2 separate regions of the Mus musculus genome follow, and region 2 is linked to region 1. A link is a contact called in public HiChIP or PLAC-seq data. All regions are on one chromosome and are shown on one strand. The core of a region is the stretch at or near the end of the contact, and the rest is flanking DNA. Distances in the headings are between cores, read along the strand shown. Region 1 overlaps Myh14 (myosin, heavy polypeptide 14). Region 2 overlaps Syt3 (synaptotagmin III).

Evidence for each region. HiChIP or PLAC-seq counts read pairs in DNA pulled down with a chosen protein or histone mark.
Region 2: an H3K27ac HiChIP or PLAC-seq map of embryonic stem cells shows a contact between it and region 1, with 5 read pairs. The contact joins two enhancer-like sites. A contact is called at or near these places in 1 of 39 promoter capture datasets (pre-B cells), 1 of 115 datasets of contacts at active chromatin or transcription factors (embryonic stem cells) and 1 of 9 other capture datasets (adipose tissue).

The regions. Positions count from the first base shown.
Region 1 is chr7:44,610,937-44,615,639 of GRCm38.p6, forward strand. It overlaps Myh14 (myosin, heavy polypeptide 14), which reads right to left. Exons shown (of 42, transcript NM_001271540.1): 35 at 4,409-4,570; 36 at 3,357-3,485; 37 at 2,706-2,794; 38 at 2,499-2,622; 39 at 587-795. Among named protein-coding and RNA genes, the nearest start is that of Kcnc3, 22 kb to the left of the region's middle. Within about 2 kb of position 2,620, at least 25 of the 459 cell types and tissues checked have an H3K27ac peak or open chromatin away from gene starts, as enhancers often do. A contact at or near this core is called in embryonic stem cells, where this site is marked.
Region 2 is chr7:44,397,394-44,402,096 of GRCm38.p6, forward strand. Syt3 (synaptotagmin III) reads left to right here. Exons shown (of 11, transcript NM_001114116.1): 10 at 1,693-1,760; 11 at 2,143-2,637. The coding sequence ends at 1,758. Among named protein-coding and RNA genes, the nearest start is that of Syt3, 16 kb to the left of the region's middle. Within about 2 kb of position 2,043, at least 33 of the 459 cell types and tissues checked have an H3K27ac peak or open chromatin away from gene starts, as enhancers often do. A contact at or near this core is called in embryonic stem cells, where this site is marked.

The DNA.
Region 1 (4,703 bases), core at 1,370-3,869:
GCATCTTGTTATGTAGGAAAAAGACATTCCTCTTTGTGATGGTTTGACTGGGGTGGGGGATGAGGTCTCCATCCTTCCTGTTCCCACACCCTTGGCATGTGACTGAAGAAGCTGCTCCCATGTGGTTGTACACTTGAGCTATCACAAGACTTGTCCTGCTTATGGCTAGAGTGTCACAGTGCAAGCTCCAAGCCTCTAGAAGCTAATGACAGTGTCCCTTATTCTTCCGAGCCCAGCTCTGCCATGTAGGCAATCCTGGGTTAGCCTGCTGGAGGATGAGAGGCTGCGTGGAACAGAACCAAGTTAGCCTACACATCCTGGGCCAGGCCTTCCATGTGCATGAGCCCAAGGGAGCAAAACAATGGATCTAACCCTCCTACCACGGAAGACACACCAGACAGCCTAAGCAAGCCTAGCACAAAAGAATCTACTAGTTAGGGCCAAATTCAGAACAATAGACTTCTTTTAAAGTCCGTAAATTCTAGGGTATTTTGTTACACAGAAGTAGCTAGCTGCAACACTGTTGCATAGACCGTACTCTCCATGGACAGAGTTACTTCCATGCCAAAGGATGCTCCCTCCTTGCCTGCTCTCCTGCTCCAGCTGCTCCTCTGCCTGGGCCAGTTTAGACTCCAGAGCAGCGATCAGCATTTTCTGCCTGGCTCGGGCTCCAGCATCCTCTTCACCCAAGCGGGCCCGCAGTTCCTGGATCTGCCGCTCCAGCTGCTGCCGTCCACTCTCGGCCTTGGCTGAGAAACTTCGTTCGGCAGACAGTTCTGTGGTGAGGGACTCGACCTGCAGCCAGGAAGAAGATGGAAAATTGTGACGAAGCTGTGGCAACACCAGGTACCTCCTGGGACAAGCTGAGCTCCCGGCTGTTAAATGCACAGCACAGAGCCTGGTGGTACCAAGAACTCAACAATAGCCCTTGAACAAGCCCAGGGACAGCAATCCTCACCAGACTGCACCCTGTACTTTATAATGAACAAGAATGTTTTAAACTTATTTAAATGTACTCAAAATTATTTCAAATCTATTTAAATGTAGTCATAACATTTTTATCTAAGATAGGGTCTCATGTTACTCAGGTTGACCTAAAACTCCCAATATAACCGAAGATGAGTCCTGACCGTCCTGCCTCCCCCTCCCAAATGCTGGGATGACAGGCATGTACCACCACAGCTAGGTTCAGTTTTGCTATTTTAGTGAGTCCCAGAGATGGTCACAAACTTGCTTAAATGCTCTAAATTTGTGGCTGTGAACTATGGACTATTTCAGGCCCTTCACACTCCCCTCTGCACCAGGGTCACCTGCGAAGCCCAGGAGAAGGAGGCAGGCTCTGGCCCCGCCTGCCAGAGAGTCTGAGCCCTGGGTAGCACAGGCAGCAGAGACCTGGGGGGGGGGGGGTGATCTGAGAAATGAGGCCTCCATTCATAGCAGCTGGCAGATGTGTAGACTTGGCCCTGGCCCTAATAATAGCACCTCGACACCCTCGGCTTGCTCGGAAATCACAGGGCAGCGGAAGATACTTCAGCCCAGGCTGATTAAAGATCTTCACATCTCCGCCTCCCAGGGTACATTCATGAGCCCAGCAGCCCTCCTTTAGCCTTTAAAATTTTAATTGTAAATGAAAATGGTGACAGGGGTTGGCAAGAACTCAGTTGGTAGAGGGCTTGCCTAGGACACAAGGAGCCCTGGTTTCCCTGTACAGCATAATTTGATTTGGTGGCAAATGCCTGTCATCACAGACAGAGGCAGGGGTCAGGAGTACAAGGTCATCTGCAGGCTACATAAAGAATCCCTGGCTACAGAAGACCCTGCCTCAAACACTCAATAAGAAAAGAAGTGCTAGCCGGGCAGTGGTGACGCACACCTTTAATCCCATCACTTGGGAGGCAGAGGCAGGCGGATTTCTGAGTTCAAGGCCAGCCTGGTCTACAGAGTGAGTTCCAGGACAGCCAGGGCTACACAGAGAAACCCTGTCTCAAAAAACCAAAACCAACCAACCAACCAAACAAACAAACAAAAAAAGTGCCCCATATTGGGCCTGATCTGTTTTGCAAGAACACAGAAGTTCGCAGAGGACTGCCGTGACTTCAAGGCTGTATGAGGTTATTGGTGGGAGGCTGACTGACAATCAGAGCCCTATACTTCCACCTGCAGCGATGAGGGTCTCTTCTGGCTGAAGTGACAATGACAGACAAGGTGTGAAGCTATCCAGCCATACGCCAAGTGCTTGCTTTTTGTAGCCCTGGCTGGCCTTGAACCTGTGACAATTCCCCTGGCTCTGGAGAACTCTGAGGTTCCAGCTGAGCTTAATTACTGTTTCAAGTCCGTCTTAGCGACTTCAGACCTGCCGACCAATCAATGAGTCAAGTCTTCCTAACTTTATGAAAACCCACATCAAAGGTCTTCATATCCAATGAATCTGAGAGCTCTTGAAGGCTGGGGTGGGGGAGGGGTGGATCTGGCTGGCAGGGGATGCCTGCAACGCCCACCTGTAGCACTAGCTTTCGGTAATGGTCCTTGAGCAGCTCCGAGTTGTTCTGTTCTTCCTCCAGCTCCTCTTCCAACTGGCTCAGTCGCCCCTCCAGCTGCCGTTTTTCCTCCAGGGTGGCTGCCCTAGAGGGTAGGGTGTGGCTTCAGAGGATAGGCCTGCGAGAGGAGACTGCCCGGTCCACAGCCCACGGCTCCAGGACACTCACTTGCTAAGATTGCCACTGGCCACCTCCTCTGCCATCTCGTCTCTGTCTTGCTGGGCCTGCCTCCGGGCTCGGTCTGAGGCAGCAAGTTCCTACAAGGACCAGTAGGTACAGAGGGCAGAGGGGTAAGAGGTCAAGACACTGGTATTAACCCTTCTCTGTCCTTTGGGCTTTTCCTGCTGACTGTGAGCCTGTGAGCCTCACCCTTAAGGGAGCAACTTTCTTAGCGCTGGCCACCAATGCTCCTCCTCCATGTCTCTCATCACTGGGCCTCCTCCTACCCCCATGCTATCCACATGCCCTCCCTCCTACCCGACTGTGCCTTCTCTTCTTCTATGTCACCCCTGGGTCCCAGACTTTTTCTTCACTTCTGCCTCCTGCTCCTGACTTCTTGGCCTGTCTTCCTCGTCTTTCTAGGATTGGCCCTGGCAGTTCCTGCTCTGGTTTCCAAATATCCCCCAGGACAAGATCCCCAACTCTGGAAGGCAGAAGGCACCGGGAGCCACGCCTACTTCCAAAGTCTCCCCTCCCAAAACCTCCTGGAAAGCCCCGCCCATCCTCCAGAACCTCCAGTTAAGCCCCGCCCATCCTCTAGGACCTCCAGTTAAGCCACACCCACGCCGGGCCTCCCACTAGAACCTGCCCACCTCTTACCTCTTGCAGACGCAGCACCTCAGCTTCCAGCCCCTTGAGCTTCTTCTCATTTTCCCTGCTCAGGGTAAACATCTCGTCGCGGGAGCTACGCGTCTCCTCTACCTCCCGCCACAGCTCCTTCATCTGGACCTGGGTAGGTGCAGGTTTAGTTAAGCTGCGTCTAGAAACCCCACCCTTGAGGTAAGCACATTACGTGCAAGCAGGGCCAGGGCGAGCAGGGGCAGCACAGAGCCCATTGTCTGCCTCAGAGCCCGTGCGTGCTGTGTGCCCTTGGGCCAATTCCACTCCTTCTCTAAGCCTTAGTTAACCCCTTCTTAAAGTGAGTCAGAATAGAATATTTAGCCTGCGGCTCTGTGGTCACTACCTGGGAGTGTGAGGAGAGGCCAACACAAACTTTTTCTCCACCCACGGGGAGTTCAGCACTGCTATGAGGAGCCAGTGATAAAGAAGATGGGCCACAGTGGTAAACGTTATTGTTATTATTACATGTCTGACAAAGGGGTTAAACAAGAGCTCCTTTCTCTGGATGCTTGAACTGGCCCTTTTGCCTGCTACCCCATAGTAAGATACCTAACAGGCACCAGTAGGTTTAAATATCCTAGTATGGCCTAAGGGTGTGGTTCAATGATAGAGCCCTTGACTAGAGTCCCCCAGCGAAGAGCGGGGGCACGGCTCGTTGATAAAGCTCCTGCTTGGAATCGCCCCTAAGAGAATTATTCAAGGCGCTAGGTTCCATCTTCGGTGGCACTAAATTTATTATCTAATTAAATGATGAGTTTAGATTTCAAAGTCTAGCATCTAAAATGAGTGAAACGCAAAGATAACAAACAAACAAACACACATCAGAGGCCAGCATTTTCCAAGGCCACTAGCTAATCCAGCAACTGCTGCCAGTAAAGGTGATGAGACCAGACCTCCGATCCTGGATCCCTGGCCCCGCCCACCCTCGACCCGCCCCCCTCAGCCCTCCCACCCCCGCTGCTGGTGAAGGTGATGGGACCAGACCTCCGATTCTGGGTCCCTGGCACCTCCCACCCTCGAGCCCCCCTCACCTGCATCTTCTTCAGCTGCTTCACTGCCTCTTCCTTGCCCTGCCCAGCAGCAGATGTCTGCGCCTTCAACTCCTCCAGTTCCAGCTCCAGCTTCTTGCGGGCAGCCATAGCCAGTGCCCTCTGCTTCCGTTCCTCATCGCGCTCTACCTCTGCGTCTCTTAGCTGGGGGCAGGGTCAGAGAGGTTAGAGGTCATGGCACCCAGATTTCTCCTCTGTGACTCATCCTACCTTGGCCTTTTGGGTCCCTCCTGGCCTCTTCCCTCCTGCCCTGTTTTATATCTATTTCCTTTATGAG
Region 2 (4,703 bases), core at 793-3,292, 210 kb before region 1:
TGTCTCAAGGCAATAGGTGAGAGAGCAGCAATAGAGGACCCACATCCTGCTCTGGCCTCCGTATGTGCATAGGCATGCATGCACATAGATGTGGGCACCTACACACCACACATACAGTACACACATGTACACACTACACATACAGCACACACATGTACACACCACACATACAGTACACACATATACAGCACACACATGTACACACCACAATACAGCACACACATGTACACACCACACATACAGCACACACATGTACACACCACACATACAGTACACACATGTATACACCACACACAAGATACATGTGTATACACCATGTACACGTATACACACACACACACACACATACACACTTTTGGGTCCACTGTCAAAGGTGGCCATTTTCTCTGCAAAGACATCCACTTGGAAAATATTGACAACTTTGCTTCCATTGAAGCCAAGAAAAGTCAAATTACTGTAAGTTCTGTTTAGAATAATGTAGATTTCAGTAGCTTAATTTTTGTTTCTTGGTAGTTTTCTATCACTTTGATCTTCTAAGGAAAATTTACCCTTGAACAGTGCATAAACCCAGTGCCTGTCTCACACCTTTAAGACCTCTTGGGAGGTCGAGACAGGGAGTCCCCCTTGAATTTTAAGTCAGCCTGAACTACAGAGTGAGTTCCAAGTCAGACTGGGCTATGGAATGAGTGAGTCTAAGTCTGAGGCTAACCTTTTATCCAAGTCTGAGTCTGACTCTGAGGCTAAACCTAAATCTTGGTTTGAGTCTGAGGCTAACCCTAACCCTGAGTCTGAGCCTAACCCTAAACCCTGAGGCTTAGGCTAACCCCAAATCAATTCTTCTCTCTGTTGAGACTTGTATCCTCCACCACCCCACCACCACCACCCCCGCCACACACACATCCACCCCCCCACCCCACCACCACCCTCCGCCACACACACACACACACACCCCCAACCCCACCACCACCCCCCCCACACACACACATCCACCCCCCAACCCCCCTACCCCCTGCCACACACACACATCCACCCCCCCAACCACCCCCGCCACACACACACATCCACCCCCCCAACCCCCCCACCCCTGCCACACACACACATCCACCCCCCAACCACCCCCGCCACACACACACATCCACCCCCCCAACCCCCCTCCCTCACCACCCCCGCCACACACACACATCCACCAGGCTGAACAGCCAGACCCAGAGCTCAGAGCTGAGATCCTGAAAGATGGAACCCTTCCTTCTGTGAGGACAGAAGCTGTGTCTTCCTGGGCATTCACTGTTGCAATGACCTCACACACTCTACTTCTCTGTAAACTTCCAGTGAGCCACACTGCCACCACTAGGTGACACTGCAGGATGGAGACCTTCGCTGGAGGGCGGGGTTTCAGCCCAAGGTGCTGAGTGTGGCCACAGCCTGACAGCCTGACAACCTCTACCTAGACAGCCCAGCCCTCTGTGGCTCCCCAGTACCTCCTGAGGCCCGGACCTGCCTTATGGCCCCTTTCCATGACCCTGTCTTCCTTGAGTTTTTAGATTGTTATCTTTCAGGCCTCAGTTTTCCCACTGGTAGAATGGATGGTGATGCCATTTCCCAACCCCCCCCTGGGAACTAAGACAGCTTACAGAGTGGGACAGACGAATCCTGCTGGGTAAGGAGGTTGTTCTCTTTCACCCCCAATTCCAGGAGAAGACTCTGAGCAGCTTCACAAAGGGTGGCAAAGGATTGTCAGAGAAAGAGAATTCAGAGTGAGGGTAAGACACAGAGGAGGCAGGTACACCTCTGAGCTCTGACTGGAGGAGGACCACTGGGCCTGGACCCCTGGATCTGAGGGATGGGGGCTGGGCCTGAGGGAGGGAAGCTAGGCCTGAGGGAGGGGGGCTAGGCCCGAGGGAGGGAAGCTAGGCCTGAGGGAGGGGGGCTAGGCCCGAGGGAGGGACGCTAGGCCTGAGGGAGGGAAGCTAGGCCTGAGGGAGGGAAGCTAGGCCTGAGGGAGGAGGGCTGGGCCCGAGGGAGGGGAGCTGAGTCTGAGGGAGGGGATTGTGCCTGAGGGAGAAGTGTTAGGCTCCCTCCATGGTGCTGATACAGCACATGGTTGCATCCTACCCTCTCAGGTCTCTCCTCTTCAATTTTTAGGTCTGGTCAAGGCCTGGGGTTGGACCAGGCACCCTCAGGACCCATCCCTTCCTGCCCGGACTGTGAACTCATCTCCTCGAAGCCATAATGTCCGAGCGGCTGGTGCGGGGCTGCCTGGACCTACCCCTCCTTCTCCTGGAGGTGTGAGGCTAGGAGGCAGCAGGCCCAGCTCCCTGTTTCAGGGTGGGAGGTCCTCGGCCTCCATTGTCTCTCTTCTTATCCCCAGAGTTCCCCCTAGAGGCAAGGGGCCATGCATGTCTGGGGACCCCTGCCCCCAGCCCTCTGTCTGTCTATCTGTCTGTCTCTTTGCTGTTGTCCAAGTCTTGCTGTTCTGGCCTGTGTCCTCACTGTGAATGTCGACAGACCAATCCTTGATGTCCCCTGAACAGACACACCCTCCAGTGTCCACCCCTTCTGTCCCTCCATCTGCGTCTGGCCAATCCCCCCTCTGCCGCTGCTATCATCACCAGAAATAAACACACTCTGTGAGTCTCATCCCACCTGTCTCCCTGGGGCCAGGAGGTGTGCTGGATCCTGAGAGTGTGTGTGACTAGGCCACTAAGTGATTTCTCCAAGCCTTAGCCTCTAAATGATAATTACGGATGGAAACCACAACAGGATTTCCAACTGAAATTAGATGAAGTGACAGAAATTTCTCGTGTGCTTCTAAAAATCCTTCCAGAGACAGACCATCCTAGGTGATGGGCAGCTTGGAGGCTGGCTTGGCCTTCCTCTCCAGAGTATAGGCTGTCTACCCCAGGTCCAGGTGGCATGTTCTTATGCAATGACATCCAAGCAGTTATCTCAGACAGAGGCCTCCCTTATGCAACTATCTTGTCCTTAAGAATTTCACAACTTCTGCAACTGCCCAAACCTAGCTGAACTTAACTCCGGGTTGCAAAGCATTCTGGGAAAGTGACCTCTTGTAATTTGGGTTCTCCTCCATGAGGGGTTTTTCAGCAGCAAGGAGGCATAAGAAGGGGGAAGAATGAGGAGAAGGGAGCATGGGAGAGGACGTTAGCGGAAGTCACCCAGGACCTGCTAAAACTGACCTGAGAGAAGACAGTTTCTGAGAGAATGAAGTGAGCCCATGCCTCCTCAGGTTCCCTCCTACTTGATGGATTCTGCTTCAGCATTGGATGGCCACCTTGTCAATCACTTGACAAGTCTGATAAGCGTGCTATAGGACCCTCCTCATCTCCCCTCACCATTGGTTCAGACACTCTGGGGGACCTCGATCTCCCTTTTCTCCCTATGGCAAATGCATCTCAAATTTATAATGCTTTAGTCAGGAACACAGGGGCCTTCGATGGATGGTCCTTTGAGAAGTGCACAGCAGAGGGGAGGGGTGGGCCTCCAGATGTCTGACACATCTCACCACTACTGGCTCCTCAGAACACATTCACAGCTCCTCATAGATAGCATTTCCCCAAAGTCTTCTACTGTGCAAAATAGAAACCCACAAAGCTGCTACTCTTTTGGTTTGATGGATAGGACTGAGCACACAGGCAATTATCTTTCAGGATCTGAAGTCAGAAGTCAAGATGTATTCGGTGACAGTTGGAGAGAATCCAATCCGTGCTCGTCCCTTGGCAACTGATCGAGGTGGGCAAGCCTGGCCTTGCATAGCTAACATACACCACTCCAGTCTAGTTGGTTCCTCATAGGACTGCCCCTTGTCTCCCAGCTCAGTTCGTTTTGTTTGAGACAGCATTTCATGTGGCTCAGGCTGGCTTGAACACATCAGGTAGCTGAGAATGACCTTGAATTCCGAATCCTCTAGCTTCCACCTTCTAAATGCTGGGGTGGCAAGTGTGCACCACCATCCCTGGTTTTTGAGAAGTTGGAATGGAACCCAGGGCTTATTACATGCTGGGCAAGTCCTCCTGTTGAGCTCTACCCCAGCGTCTCTGCTTGTCTGTTACAAGAACATCTGCTATTGGATGTGAGGACCAGTCTAAAACCAAGATACTCTTATTCAGAGATCCCCAACTCTCCTCTCTTCCCCTTCCCCTCTTCTCTCTTCCTTTCCCTTCCCCTCCCCTCCCCTTCCTCTCCTCTCCTCCTTTTCCCCTCCTTTCTCTCCCAGGCTGACTTTGAACTCATGGCAATTCTCCTGCCTCAACATCCCAAGTGTTAACTAAGATCAGAGCCATGAGCTATCATACTTGGGCCAGCTTCTTTCTGAAGATGAGCAAGTATTCCCTCATCTGCAAACATACAACTTTTGCTCACCTAGTCATCTAGAACTTTGCTATGTTGTACTTCTGCAGTTGGAGACTGAACTCAGGGCTGTGCGAGCTGCGAATGTGTTAGCCACGCCCTCCGTATTGCACCACATCCTCAGAGACACTCAGTCATCAGTTGACAGAGGCATCTCCTCTCACCTTTCGGTTTCTGTGAATAATGTTGTCCTGAACCCATGTGCACAAGGATCTCTGTAAAACCAGAGTCTGACATGGTGGTGCACACTGCGTCCTAGCACTCCAGGAGAGGCTGAGATAAGAAGAGCAGGAATTTAAGGCCAGCCTGGGCTACATAAAAGTTGAAGCCAGCCTGGA